2 separate regions of the Sus scrofa genome follow, and region 2 is linked to region 1. Evidence: chromatin contacts called from public HiChIP or PLAC-seq data. All regions are on one chromosome and are shown on one strand. The core of a region is the stretch at or near the end of the contact, and the rest is flanking DNA. Distances in the headings are between cores, read along the strand shown.

Evidence for each region. HiChIP or PLAC-seq counts read pairs in DNA pulled down with a chosen protein or histone mark.
Region 2: an H3K27ac HiChIP or PLAC-seq map of alveolar macrophages shows a contact between it and region 1. The contact joins the promoter of PTPN22 here to the promoter of AP4B1 in region 1. A contact is called at or near these places in 2 of 47 Hi-C or Micro-C datasets (embryonic fibroblasts and skeletal muscle) and 2 of 2 datasets of contacts at active chromatin or transcription factors (alveolar macrophages and skeletal muscle).

What each region holds. Positions count from the first base shown.
Region 1 is chr4:106,655,188-106,657,887 of Sscrofa11.1, forward strand. It overlaps AP4B1 (AP-4 complex subunit beta-1), which reads left to right and starts at 1,445. Exons shown (of 11, transcript XM_021090715.1): 1 at 1,445-1,586; 2 at 1,833-2,022. The coding sequence starts at 1,910. DCLRE1B (5' exonuclease Apollo) reads right to left here and starts at 1,303. Exons shown (of 4, transcript XM_003125837.4): 1 at 838-1,303. The coding sequence starts at 1,026.
Region 2 is chr4:106,690,547-106,693,361 of Sscrofa11.1, forward strand. It overlaps PTPN22 (tyrosine-protein phosphatase non-receptor type 22), which reads left to right and starts at 1,556. Exons shown (of 21, transcript XM_021090719.1): 1 at 1,556-1,779. The coding sequence starts at 1,693.

The sequences.
Region 1 (2,700 bases), core at 195-2,694:
ACTCCCCTCCCTCATTTTTCCCTGGATCAGAAGCTGTGATGCGGATTTCCAAACAATCTTCCCTTCCACCTCCCACTCTCTCTCTCTCTTTTTTTTTGGTCTTTTTTTAGGGCCACACCCAAGGCATGTGGAAGTTCACAGGCTAGGGGTCTAAAGGGAACTGCAGCGGCGGACTTACACCACAGCAACTCGGGATCTGAGCCCCTCTGAGACCTACACCACAGCTCAGCAACGCCAGATTCTTAACCCACTTAGCAAGGCCAGGGATAGATCCTGCGTCCTCATGGATGCTAGACAGATTCCTTTCTGCTGAGCCAGCTGGGAACTAACTCCCCCTGCCCCGCCTTTGTACAAGTTTAAATTAAGAATCCAGAAAACAAGTCTAGTCAGCGATTCTCAAACTTTCTTGATCATAATAATCTTTTAGGAGGCGCCTGCTTAAAAAAAAATCCAACTAGATTTCCAGGACCTGCACCAGCTATCTACTGAATCAGATGAGGGAGGAGTGAGGTCCTGGAGAATCTGTGTATTTACTCACTACATGAGGTGGATTCTTAAGATAAGGCAAGTTTGGGAAACACTGGCCTAGTTTATGTCAAGAGGTAGGAACAGTTTCTTTGGCTGGACTAAAAGATATCCCCGACTTATCGTTAAAACATTCCTATTCGGCCAGATATAAGCCATACTCCTATTTTGGGCTAACGATGCATATCTGGGTTCAAACAACTATGGCATTTGTAAACATCAGTCCTCCCTAGCCCCTACCTTAAGACTTCAAGGCTGGGACAGATCAGAAGTCCCCACCCACATGCCGGGACCATCTCTTGGTCCCCATACCTGCAGGTGACGATGCAAGAGGTAAGCAGTGATTGGGGAGCAGTAGACGGGCCGGCACCAGGTGCTAGACAGACCCACGGTATGGTCCGAGTGCATGTGGGACAAGAAGAAGAGCCGGGCGCAGCCAGCCCGGCGTAGGCTCCAAAAGTCCACAGCGATGGGCGTATGAGGGATCAGGACCCCGTTCATGGTGGCAGGGTTGGCGAGTCACCAGGCGGATCTTCATGGAAACAGAGCTCCTGCGTGAGGCTACGACAGCGGCATCATGAAAAAAGGCATGCCGGGGCAAGTACGGAGCCAGAGACGCTAAGAAAAGCCAACCCAGTGGAAGAATGAGTGGGCAGAAAGAAGGAAGTGACCATGCTCGTGGGCGTCCTGGGGTGGAAAGGCAAATCTCGGAAGGCGCCGGGCGGAGCGCCACTCCCCGCAGCGCGCGCGGGAGCCGGGGCCGAGGCTGGGCACTCAAAGCGCGCGCTATTGGGCGGAGACAGGCCGAAGTAGCCGACTTCCGATTGCGCGCCGCTGCTCCGCCAGAGGGAGCCGCGCGGCTGCGCCGGGAGGTGAGAGCTTGGGGGAAGGGCACCCTAAGGTCGGGATCCAGTCTGCGCTCGGCGCTCCCTGGGAGCAGGTGATTGGCAGCTGCTCTGCGTGGTCTCTCTCGAGGAGGCGGGACTTCCGCAGAAAGCTTGATTGGGCCTGTCGGTGACCGCAACCGCGTGGAGGCGCAAGAAAGGCTGGGACCGGAGAGGGTGGGGTCCGCGGACTGTTGGCTGCCAGGCTGGAAATCCGCCCCGGGCCCTAGAGGTTGCGGGAGAGACCTGTGGACGGGGTGAACCTGTCTGCAGGTCCGGGGATGGAACGGCACAGCTTAGGGTGGGCCTCGCCCCGCAGCGAGAGGGTTGAAGTTTGGGCCTGGATGCCGGCCCTGGGGAAGCCAAGGCTGGGGCAACATCGCGCCTGTAGTGTCTTCACTGACTGACTTTTCCTTTACCCAGGTTCCCACATCAGGGCTGGAAGGAGCCCACGAGTTACCCAGAGATCTGTGGGAACTGCCCCGTGACTGTTGGAGAAGATGCCGTACCTTGGCTCGGAGGATGTGGTGAAGGAGCTGAAGAAGGCTCTGTGTAACCCTCACATACAGGCTGATAGGCTGCGCTATCGGAATGTCATCCAGCGCGTGATTAGGTATCACCTAACGCCCCACCTCCCCCCTGGCCACCCCCATCAGGGCTCTCTACCCCTGGCCGCTCGGAAAGAGTAAATGAACTTTCTTACATGGCAGTCGTATGATTTGGTCTTGCTGCTTCTCCGGAATGCCATCTAAGTCTCCCTTGTGGGACATATTTTACTTCTTTGACTCGGCTGGGTGTTGTCATCCATTTCTTGGACTTGTACAGCTGGCTTCGGATACCTAGTACAGACCTCCTCTTTTATTTTTCCGCCCACACATCCTACTGCCTGCTTGTGATTTTAACCTGGATATGTCTTCAAAGACATGCAAAAATAGCACTTACATCCCTCCTGGCTCCCCAAACCTGCTCTTCTGCTTGTTATTCATGCTGATGAATGTCACCAGCCAGCTGACCAAGCGGTGTCGGTCTTGACACCTGATCTTCACTACTTGAGTCAGATGGTGTGGATTCATGGTTCTAAATATCCATCCCCCCCTCCACTTGTTAAAATTGGCACTCTGTTGTTCTAGTTTCCTTTATAAAAGCAGTTGCCTTGGCTTAGTAGTAGGTCACCTTGGCACCTCATTTCATTCAGAATGGTTTTGCAGCATACGAGTTTGACAGTGACCTGTGGGTCACAAACTTTGGTATGCACAAAGTCCCTTGGGGATGCTTTTTAGGAAAATATAAA
Region 2 (2,815 bases), core at 306-2,805, 35 kb after region 1:
CTGACTAGGAACCATGAGGTTGTGGGTTTGATCCCTGGCCTTGTTCAGTGGGTTAAGGATCCGGCATTGCTGTGGCTGTGGTGTAGGCCAGTGGCTGCAGCTCCAATTCAACCCCTAGCCTGGGAACCTCCATATGCCGTGGGTGCGGCCCTAGAAAAAAGACAAAAAAAAAAAAAAAATAGGGGAAGTTCTAACAGTGTATTTCCAAATTTTCTTCATGATTATTTCCGACTAGTTTTGTTAACATATTATTAGTTGAATTTCTGTCCTCAAACAGATATGTTATGCTGGTTTTTATTTTGTTCTGTTACCAAATGAGATACTCTTGGGTAGGTCTGTACCCATTGAGGAGAGAATTTATGCAAGCTGAGCTATGGAAGCTTTTTCTAGAACAGAAAGGCCCCATTAGGGGCCAAATGCGACATGCACAGCGTGGCTTCCTGAAACAGTGGCCTTCCCGCATTGACTGCAGAGTACACGTGTCTTCTCTAGAGATAGTTGTTCGGGCTTTCAGCCTTGAAATTTGCACTGTTCCCGGCAGGGTGGTTGATTTTTACTCTTTTTCCTCTTCCTTCATATTTTACTAGCATGACATTCAGGGGATTTTTTTTTTCCCGCCTTTTAGGGCCACACTCGCAGCATATGGAGGTTCCCAGGCTAGGGGTTGAATCGGAGCTGCAACTGCCGGCCTACACCACAGCCACAGCAGCGCCATGTCTGCAACGTAAACAGCTCATGGCCATGCCGGATCCTTAACCCACTGAGTGAGGCCAGGGATCAAACCCGGAACCTCATGGTTCCTAGTCGGAATTATTTCTACTGTGCCACACAGGAACTCCACATTCATGGGTTTTGTGCCATCTTCCCGGTCAGGAGCTCCTTCTGGGGGCCACTGTGCTCCTGGATCCTTTACAGACCAGTGCCCTCAGTCTTTATACCCAGAACCCAAAGAAGCTCAAGAAGTCCTGGAGGGCTGGGGTGGGTTCTGAACTCAACGGCACTTCCCTTACTGGACGTGAGCACTTCCCCAGCCCTGGGAGAGACGTGGACTGTCAGAAGCAGCCGACTTTGCTTCACACAAAGGAGAGGTTGAGATCTCTATGGCAGACTTAAACTTTCTGAAGAAAACTGCCTTCTCTGATGCAGAGAAGTTTGCTAGGATCACACTGACAAGAAACTTCTGAGAAGACTCCAGGGTCTGTCTCTCTTCTGCGGTTAAATGAACCTTATAGAGTTCATCTGGGCCTCAAGGAATCAGAAGCATCAAAGGGTCTTTGTGCTCATTGGGGAACTAGGAAGAGACCATCCATCCATGGGGACCTGTAATTCTGCCTTTTCTCTAGGAAGCAAGAAAAACAATGACTTTGGCTTCAGGGCAATGGAGGAGAATAGACTCGGAGCTATGTTCTGCTTGGCCTCCTGTGTATTACAAACCTGACTTGTAATCAGGTTCTTCTCTTGGGAAGGAAGGCACTAGGGCCCAGGAGTGAGGTGCTGGCTTTGTTGTGTGACCACAGAGGGCTGGTTACGCACTAATTTCCTCTGGGGCTTGTGATGAAGTCAGTAAACCACAGCCTTCAACATGCTCTGCTCAGGCAGCAGCGGTGGCTTCTCAGTGCTGTCTCGGCCATGACACACATTTGACATGCCCTCCTTTAAACCGCTCAGAGACGGTCTCTCTTGCCCTGCAGCATGGACCAAAGAGAAGTCCTACAGAAGTTCCTGGATGAGGCCCAAAACAAGAAAAATAACAAAAAGGAGTTTGCCAGTGAATTTCTGGTAAGTCCTATATGTGACCCGGTCGGGCTAGTGACATAGATGTTTAACTGCTTGCAATGGTCCAATTCTTTTAGACCAAATTGCTCTTGTGATCAAGTGCATATCAGACCTTTGGGGGAAGAAGGCATCCTAAAAGTGTGACTTCTCTAAGTGGCGTGTGTGTCCTTCGGGTGTCCTCTACCATGCCTGATAGCTTAGCTTTCTTAGCAAAACATAGTTTGGAATATTTTGTGTGCTAGTTCTTGGAGGTTGACTGGGAATCCTCCAAAAGACCTGCATCATTCCAGGGGTACAAACCTAATATTCATTGAACATCTGGAGTTCCCAGGTATCTGAGTTCTAGGTTTATGTTTCAAAGGACTCATTTTCATGCATATCAAGAGGAACCAGAGCAAGGTTCCCTTTTCATGGAGCATTACCCTTTTGGCCTCCTGTGGGGTTCCATTTGGATGACAGAGGCTTTTGAAGAGCACCAAGCCACGTTTATTTTTTGTCGTGTCTTTGGGCAATAACAGGGTTTCCTTAACCTTCTTTTGCTGGCTGGGGTAGGACAGGGAGCAGAGAAAAGTGAGGGACATGGTGAGAAACATAAGCACAAGGGAGCCTGGGATCACCTGGGTTTGATTACCCAGGGGAACACGGCATCTCCTGCGGGGGAACTGGTTATTGACGCAGTGGCAGCTGAGCAGGCCTCATTCATTCAATGAGCCAGCTCGCCCGGGGACACAGGATATCTGAGGGTACCTACCATGCATTTTGGAATACTTCCAGCTGATGATTCGAAGCTGTAGGGACTTCAAACTGTACCTTTTCAGCTGTGAAGAAATGGGAAAAATAAGAGAGTTTAAGTGTAAAATCTGAAATTAAATCATGATTCTGTCCTCAAGCAAATGATCAACTATTTGAAATGTGCCTTGATCTCACCTGGTCTCTATTTTCTAACTTCCGCAGTGGGGATAAGTCAGGCCCTGCCTCTCTGCACAGGATTATTGTGATGTCTCAATATCCACAACAATAATGCTTAAATGTGGCTGTT